Linked DNA regions of Mus musculus: all the other regions are linked to region 3. The links are chromatin contacts, called in public HiChIP or PLAC-seq and promoter capture Hi-C maps. All regions are on one chromosome and are shown on one strand. Each heading gives the region's core, a stretch centred on a gene start, on an enhancer-like site or on the middle of the called end of the contact. The rest is flanking DNA. Distances are from core to core; before and after follow the strand shown. Region 1 overlaps Gm31879 (a long non-coding RNA gene). Region 2 overlaps Gm40085 (predicted gene, 40085). Region 3 holds the start of Fcrl1 (Fc receptor-like 1).

Region 1 (2,700 bases), core at 16-2,515, 81 kb after region 3:
CCTGGCAAAGCACCTCATGAGGCCCAACTAGAATTCTAAGTAAGTTGCCCACACCCATCCCCCCACCTGCCTGCCTATCAGACACCTCTTCTGGTTCCGGCACCAGGTGAAGACCAATTAAAATGCCACGTGGGTCACTCAGACCTGTTTTCTCTGCCCCTTGCCTACCAGTTACCCCATCCTCTCCTCTCATAGCACCAGCACTGCATGGAGTGCAACCCAAAGCTGTCTCTGCTACCCAAGGGCCACTAGCAGAACACAGTGGGCCAACTACAAAATTCTGAAGGTTCACAGAGAGAGGCTTAACTCTATGACTCAAGAGTTGCACCTATGTCTACCTGAGCTGAGACCACCTCTGACACTCCATTCACAAACCAACACAGAGTGGCCCTATGACTGAATACTAAGTATAACTCTGCTGATCCTCAACTTAACAAGTTGGGTCAGAGCAAGCAAGGATCCAGAAGTTGTCAAGGGTTAGAGCAAAAATCCACACCGAGAAGCAATACCAACGAACTAATTCCAGATGCCCAGGTCCCATCACAAAATTAAGTAATACAAATACTATATATTTAAATTTACTTTATATGTAACTATAATATGACATCTCATTTTGTGAATATATAGTAATCTAACCATTTCCTTAACATTAATAATTTCAATATTTTCAACACAATTAATTCTTCAAAAATGAACATTTTTTTTTCGAGACAGGGTTTCTCTGTGTAGCCCTGGCTGTCCTGGAACTCACTCTGTAGACCAGGCTGGCCTCAAACTCAGAAATCCACCTGCCTCTGCCTCCCAAGTGCTGAGATTAAAGGCATGTGCCATCACTGCCCAGCCGAGCATTCTTTTGCTAATAACTTTGCATAGTAAATTTTGAACAATTCAATTTGAGGTTAAATTTCAAACATACAGGTGACTTAACACTTTTAAATTATGAGTTTATAAACACAGAGACTGAATGTGGGACCCAACATTCACACAGTATTTTCTCAAAGAGAAAGCAATGATAAATACCTGGGTATTTTTTGAGGAAGCTCATCCTTAGAAATCTTATCCACCCAGGGACTCAGTCCTGTTCTAGATAAATATACATATATACATATATACACATATACACATATATACATATACACATATATATATACATTATACATACATATGTATGTATATATATATATGCATACATATATATGGAAGACAGTCTAAAAGGAAATGAGTCACTGCTTCTCTAAGTTCATCATGACCGATTTCTTTTCCAGTAAGGAGGAAGTAAGTAGAATGGATGGAAATCTCTCACGATTAGAACTGGCTTTCTCCCCTTCTGAGAAGCCTCACCAGCTTTGTTCAGAAACAATGTTTTAAACAGGTCCTGTTTCCAGACGTTTGCTTCCTGTGGGAGACAGAAAAGGAAATGATTTCAGCAGAATCCTCTGACATCTGTGAATTTAGACTGGGCACTCTGTACATGTGACTCTGTCTTTGCTGGGTAATTCTTTCCTATGGTGGTCTCATCTTTCTGGGCACAGAAGCACCTCTTCCTCAGTTACTTTCTACTGCTGGGACAAAACACTATGACCAAGACAACTTATAAGAGAAAGCCTTACAGCTTTGGGGTGTTAGAGTCCATGGCCATCATGGCAGGTAGCATGCCAGAGGCAGGCAGGCATGATGCTGGAGCTGTAGATGAGAGCTTACATCTGGATCAACAAGCACGAGGCAGAGAGAGCTAACTGGGAATAATATGACCTTACTGAAACTTCAAAGCCTCATCCTGATGACAAACCCTCCAACAAGGTCACATCTTTTTTTTTAAATTTATTTTAATTAGATATTTTCTTTATTTACATTTCAAATGTTATCCCCTTTCCTATTTTTCCTTCCAAAAATCCCCTATCCTCTCACCCCTCCCCCTGCTCCCCAGCCCACCCACTCCTACTTCCTGGCCCAGGCATTCCTCTATACTGGGGCATAGAATCTTCACAGGACCAAGGGCCTCTCCTTCCATTGATGACCTACTAGGCCATTCTCTGCTACATATGCAGCTAGAGCCAGGAGTCCCATGTGGCTAGAGTCACATGTCCCCAAAGAAACATGTGTTTTCTTTGATTGGTGGTTTAGTATCTCCTTGTACAAAGCTCAAGTCTAAGTAGATCAAGGAACTCCACATAAACCCAGAGACACTGAAACTTATAGAGAAGACAAGTGGAGAAAAGCCTCGAAAATGTGGGCACAGGGGAAAAATTCCTGAACAGAACACCAATGGCTTGTGCTGTAAGATCAAGAATCGACAATTGGGACCTCATAAAATTGCAAAGCTTATGTAAGGCAAAGAACACTGTCAATAAGATAAAAAGGCAACCAACAGATTGGGAAAAGATCTTTACCAATCCTAAATTCAATAGGGGGCTAATATCCAATATATATAAAGAACTCAAGAAGTTAGACTCCAGAAAACCAAATAACCCTATTTTAAAAAATGGGGTACAGAGCTAAACAAATAAATTTCAACTGAGGAATACCGGGTGGCTGAGAAGCACCTAAAAAAAGAATGTTCAACATCCTTAATCAACAAGGAAATGAAAATCAACGCAACCCTGGGATTCCACCTCACACCAGTAACAGCAAAACCCCAGGTGACAGCAGATGCTGGCAAGGATGTGGAGAAAGAGGAACACTCCTCCAATCACTTGCTGG
Region 2 (2,700 bases), core at 5-2,504, 120 kb before region 3:
AAGGAGCTGATACAAAATTACCCTTCAAAATGAGCTCAGTTAGGAGAGGAAGCCTGAGTTGGCGGGGGTCTGTGATCAGGTCTGGAAGTGGGAGAGCAATTAGGAGAGTTACCAGAGGCTGTCTGTGTAAAGGGAGTGGCTGTCTAGAGATGAGCTTCGGAGGGAGGGGGAGCGTGAAGTGAGAGAATGAGAAGCGGCCAACTACAGCACCGTGGTCTTGATAGGACGGCCTCCACCCCTAATCCTGTGCTTTTCTGCAGCTCCATGTCCCGTGTCTCCCCTGCCTTTATTGCCAGTATCAGATAGATGCTAAGTTTGGCTGCCAGCTTGGGAGGGAGCCTCCCACCTTTAAACCACATGCTAAGCAGTCATCCTATGTTGAAGCAATGTTGCTTTCCAGGACAAAGCAGCCCTTAGGCTTTGTCCTTGACAAATCTGAAGTTTAGCTGGGTGGGGCCTCTCTGTGTGGGCACACTTCCTTCTGCTTCAGTACAGGGCAGGATGCCTCTCCTGCACGGCACAGCGCGGAGCCCTTTAACAGTACAGCTTCATTTCTAGATCATACCTTGGGAGCCACATTAAGCTTGCTAGAGTTTTTCTCCTCATAACTACACATTTTGTACATGATGATCCTGCTTGCTCTTTTTCACTGTAGACCTGCCTAAGAGTTATTAATAATGCCCATTTCACGGATTCGACCTTATGTTGCTTGAGACTTTCTCTGCCAAAACTTGGTTCATGACTTGAAATTCAGCCTTCTGTGCATTCTCAGGGGTGCGGGCAGAAAACAGTCAGACTTTTTGCCAGCATATAGAAACTGTCTCTGGCACGATTGCTAATGTTGCTCGCCTCTTGTGAGCATGCCTCTACCATCTGCACGATCAGCACTGTTGTCTTCCAAGCTCCAGCTAGAGCGGCCGTTACGTTCTTTTTAGAGCATCTTACCACTTTTCTAGTCCAGTCCTCCCAAGCCTTCCACACTGCTCTAAAGGACATGGTCAAGTTCTTCACTTGTTTTTTTTTTATTTTGTCCGTACCCACTCTTTTGTACCAACGTCTGGATCAGACATTTTTCTGTTGCTGTGAGGAAAATGGCATGGCCAGTCAGCAGCCACTTAGGAACAACATGCCGATTCTGGCTTCTGGTTCCAAAGGCAGAGTCCACGGCAGGCTGAGGGGCCAGAACAGGAAGCGGGGATGATTGAATCCTCAACCTCAAACAGAAAGCTGAGGGTAAACTAGAAGCAGGCTACACTCTTAACGAAGCCTATCTCTAGGGGCGCGCTTTCTCCAGCAAGGTTCCATACCTTAGCGGTTCTATAACCTCTCCAAATGTGCTAGCATCTGGGGTCCAAGAGTTCAAATCCACATGCCTGTGGGAGACCTTCTCATTCAAACCGGGTCACTTCCGCTCTGAGGCGCACGCAGCTGCTGGGTGTGCTTCCTCTCTCAGTGCCGGAGGAATGGTTGTCTCACAAAAGCTGCCACTGGTTTTCAGGCTTGTGAGGGCTGAGGACTTGCTCTGAGGGCAGGACGGCCAGTTTTCTCTCACCAGGGCAGCTTCCTTTAGCTTATGAGAAGTCTGTTCACCCTGTCCACACCACAGCCATGCTGCTGGTCTGTGTTTACGTTGGCTGTTTCTCATGCGTTACCTGTCTTTCCTCCCCACTTTCCAGGTATTTTAACACTATTTTGGTGCATTTTAAAACGTTTCTTCTTTCTTTCTCTTCAGAAGTGTCTATTTTTCTTATTGTGGCTCTTCTCATTTAAAGGGTGGCGTAGAAACGTCTTCTAGTCTGCCATTCTCCTCGGGGGTTCTTGACTTGAGTTTGTCAGGAGCGTGCCACCAAATCTGTTACTAAATAATGTGAAATTTTGGAGGTTTGGATCTGAAGCACCGGGGACGAGATTGGAACCTGAGATTGTTCTTCTAAGAGATGGAGGGTATTGGGAGCATATTCCATGGCTCCACTGAAAACTGAGATGATTGGCCAGATCTACAGGGTACTGTGGGAGTCAGGCACATTCTATTCTTGGGAATCTGGAATAGGAAAGAGGGGCAAGAACAATATGAAGGGCAGCCGATAATCACGAGTGTTTGAACAAACTGTAGGAACTGTTATCTTCTCCTTTCAACTGTAAAATGTATATTTAGATAATTTTGTCTTTGGGGGCCAAAGAGCTGATAATTGTCCAAACAAAACAACAACTCCCCAAATCAGTTTTATGGTGGTTGGTAGAGGCCAGTCTCTTCCTGTGATACCGACTGGCTTCTTATAATCATAGCTCTGAATCTCATCACAACTCTAGACTGCACTCCCCACACCCCTAGTAAGGTTCCTTTTGGACCTCCAAGGAATGTTTGCCTTTTGGGCAATTCTGTGAGAAGCCACAAGGTGGCAATATTGCATGCCTGTGGCTCAGCACATCTGTTCCTGGAAGTGGAAGCAGCTTTTACAACCCGTTTACTTCATCTGCCCAGCAGATCTTCAGGGAAGCCTTCATTTGCCAGAATCATTGGTGGTCACAGATCTGTTTAGGATTATACAGTTTAGTAGTAGGAGTGGGAAATGGATTACTTTGTCTGGATCCCGAGTGGCTTTAGATTACACTCAGGGGACATAGATATTTGAGAACATGGGTAACGTGTGGGACAGCGAAGGAGAAAACATTGTGTTAGAAAGGTCTTTCACTATAATA
Region 3 (2,700 bases), core at 67-2,566:
GAAAGGTTTCAAGAGCTTAAGAAAGGCAGGTAACTAAAAATGAAGGTGTTTTGTTTTGTTTTGTTTTGTTTTGTTTTGTTTTGTTTTGTTTTGTTTTGTTTTGTTTTGTTTTGTTTTGTTTTGTTTTAAAGAAAGAATCAGGGAAGTGAGACAAAGTGAAGTTGCCAAGCTAGCGCAGAGTGAACCCTGTCCCAGTGCAGAGTGAACAGAGCACAGAGTGAACCAAGCCAGCACAGAGTGAAGGGAGAAAGAGAAACAGTGCGGGAACGAGGAGGGAAGCTCTCCCAGCATGCCTGTGCATGTATGGGAACAGGTTGGAATGGAGACACATTTGAGTGGAGGAGAAGGTTAATGAATGACAAGGTGTATTTACAGAGCAAGAAGAAGGCAGACAGGTAGTTGGTAGTCATGGGAGTAGAAAAATGGAGAATTTTCTTTTTGCCATTATTACTTCTAAAATAAATTATTAATCAAAGTTATAAAATGGGGCCCAAAAGGATTAAGTTTGAGGAGAAACGAGAAGACCTGAAACAATGGCTCCCACGCATGAGTGGGAAAACAGATGCGAAGAACATCTGCGATTCGGTTTCCACGTCACGTGATGATAAGGTGCCAGGTGAGCCTTTGTTTAAAGTCCCATTGTTTGGACACAGTTAAAGTGTATCATCTGGCAGTGCAGGAGGGAGAGAGAGTTGAAAGAGCATCCGCCGGCATGTTGTGGTGATGAGCTGCAGAGTCTGTGCCGTGTCAGTGATGAGTAAGCCTTCCAAGTGTAATGATTAATAATGGAGGAATAATCTTGCCATTCTGGTGTGTGACACCAGAGAAACCAGAGTGTGGCCACAGGGGAATGAGGAGGGCTGGTGATACACTAAGGTTCTCATGTGAATAAAAGGAAGTGGTGTTGATAGAAGAAAAAGGAACTGAGGGACCAAGTTGTTGCCTATATTTTGTGAGTGTGTGTGTGTGTGTGAGAGAGAGAGAGAGACAGAGACAGAGACAGAGAGACAGAGACACACAGAAAGACAGAGACACACACACAAAGAGAGACGAGACAGAGACAGAGAGACAGACTACATGAATCCACGAGCATCACCAGGCAGAAACTTAGTCGTCGAATTCTCTATCCTTTTTAAGATCCCCGTTCCCAGACCCCACTCCAAGTTGTCTAACTTACCACAGATCAGTAGCAGGAGCCAAGGTAGCATGAGGACCAGGCTGGGGATGGTAACTTGAAGGTGCCTCTCACCAAAAGAAAAAAAAGCAAAACCAGACTACTCACAGAGGTGTCACAGATAACTGCCCTCAGCTTCTCTGAGGTTTGAGGAAGTCGTGGTCGGAAGTTAACCTTCAGCACGAGTTTACAGAAATACAACAAAGCAACCTTGTCCAGTGTTCAGTTCTTCCTCCAGGAAGGCCCCAGAATGGAAGACACTCCTTCCTATGGCATGACTCAATTTCATGACTTGGAGCTTTTGGGTATCAGGAGATGCGGGCTTTCATTTTATAACTTTGATTAATACTTTATTATTAAAATATGAATATTCATGTATCTCAGGGGTTTCCAGTAGATGATCCAGGCTTTAAAGAGTCTCACTGAGCTTGAGTCCTGCCAGATTTCACACCACACACTGCCATCTTTGGTAAGGATATCTATTTAACTATCTGATCAAATGCACTGTCTTTCTCACAAGCTCCTATTGTGGTCTCTCTGTGTCTGACTCAGGAATGGAAGGGAGTATTCGCAGGTTATGTTCCGTGTCTGCTGCTATTGTATATTCTGATTTATATAGGGTCCAGCCATTCATATAGATATTTCCCCATGTTTAAAATTTCAATGTTCCAATAAATGACATGAGCCACTTTTTAAAAAGTCATAGGAAGTCATAGAGTGGAAGAGTTTGGAATAAAATGGAAGACTTGGATATGCACCAATTAGCCTCTGTGTACTGGAAAAGGCTCACCGTCATCACTAACTCTTGTATTTGTGTGACACCCTTCTTCCCTTACCCCAGTCAAGGGTAGGCAATTCCTGCTGTTGCTTCCTTTAGCATCTATATCACCCTTTCTCTGTCACCTGAAGCTTGTATGTGAGTCTCATTATGGATTACAGGGGAATAAACTATTTTATTTTTCCCATTTCTTGAATCTTTTATCATCTAATATTAAGATGATTTTTGACAAAGGTAAACTGATACAAATGCAATCATAGTAATTGTTCTACATTATTTGCATCATCTCAACATTGAGTGAGTGAGTGTGTGTGTGTTATTAAACATGGGGCCACAACATACACCTTGGGATCACGGTCTGCACTCTGAGGTTGCTGTCTGCACCCTGGGGTCACAGTCTGCACTCTGGGGTTTCCATCTGCACCTTGAGGTCAGAGTTTGTACCCAGGGATTGCAGACTGCACACTGGTGTTGCTGTCTGCACTCTAGGGTCGGCATACACCCTGGGATCACAATCTTCACCTTGTGAATGAGAATTGCTGGAAAGAAACCGTGCCTCAAATGCTGATTGACTGACTAGACCTTCAGTGATGTGGAGAGGTTGGAATGTTCCAAATCCAGGGGCAAATTATCTTGGGCATCTTTATCCCTCTTAATAACAACCTACTGATTGCTTTTGTACATGAACCAACCCCTTTTGTCACCATCATGTAAATCCTTTGGGAATGTACAAATAGAATGTTTCACC

Evidence for each region. Promoter capture Hi-C pulls out the DNA fragments that hold promoters and counts their contacts. HiChIP or PLAC-seq counts read pairs in DNA pulled down with a chosen protein or histone mark.
Region 1: an H3K27ac HiChIP or PLAC-seq map of microglia shows a contact between it and region 3, with 4 times the contacts expected there. The contact joins the enhancer-like site here to the promoter of Fcrl1 in region 3. A contact is called at or near these places in 3 of 39 promoter capture datasets (hematopoietic stem and progenitor cells, macrophages and maxillary cranial neural crest), 1 of 484 Hi-C or Micro-C datasets (nephron progenitors), 3 of 115 datasets of contacts at active chromatin or transcription factors (double positive thymocytes, embryonic stem cells and microglia) and 1 of 9 other capture datasets (liver).
Region 2: a promoter capture Hi-C map of pre-B cells shows a contact between it and region 3, with 4 times the contacts expected there. The contact joins the enhancer-like site here to the promoter of Fcrl1 in region 3. A contact is called at or near these places in 23 of 39 promoter capture datasets (the 3T3-L1 cell line, 3T3-L1-derived adipocytes, the C10 cell line and 14 more), 3 of 15 datasets of contacts at CTCF or cohesin (CD8 T cells, large pre-B cells and pro-B cells), 6 of 484 Hi-C or Micro-C datasets (B cells, CD4 T cells, LSK cells and 2 more), 6 of 115 datasets of contacts at active chromatin or transcription factors (the 230-238 cell line, bone marrow-derived macrophages, embryonic stem cells and 1 more) and 5 of 9 other capture datasets (adipose tissue, bone marrow-derived macrophages, embryonic stem cells and 2 more).

What each region holds. Positions count from the first base shown.
Region 1 is chr3:87,293,941-87,296,640 of GRCm38.p6, reverse strand. Gm31879 (a long non-coding RNA gene) reads right to left here. Exons shown (of 3, transcript XR_375779.2): 2 at 1,304-1,396. Among named protein-coding and RNA genes, the nearest start is that of Gm31879, 5.0 kb to the right of the region's middle. Within about 2 kb of position 1,265, at least 11 of the 459 cell types and tissues checked have an H3K27ac peak or open chromatin away from gene starts, as enhancers often do. A contact at or near this core is called in microglia, where this site is marked.
Region 2 is chr3:87,499,010-87,501,709 of GRCm38.p6, reverse strand. The region is part of intron 1 of Gm40085 (predicted gene, 40085); the gene reads left to right. It also overlaps a transcript of Fcrl5 not described here. Among named protein-coding and RNA genes, the nearest start is that of Gm40085, 12 kb to the left of the region's middle. Within about 2 kb of position 1,254, at least 61 of the 459 cell types and tissues checked have an H3K27ac peak or open chromatin away from gene starts, as enhancers often do. A contact at or near this core is called in the 230-238 cell line, B cells, CD8 T cells and 7 more, where this site is marked.
Region 3 is chr3:87,375,003-87,377,702 of GRCm38.p6, reverse strand. Fcrl1 (Fc receptor-like 1) reads right to left here and starts at 1,316. Exons shown (of 10, transcript NM_178165.4): 1 at 1,178-1,316. The coding sequence starts at 1,208. It overlaps Gm31940 (a long non-coding RNA gene), which reads left to right and starts at 100. Exons shown (of 3, transcript XR_867410.3): 1 at 100-616; 2 at 1,559-1,643.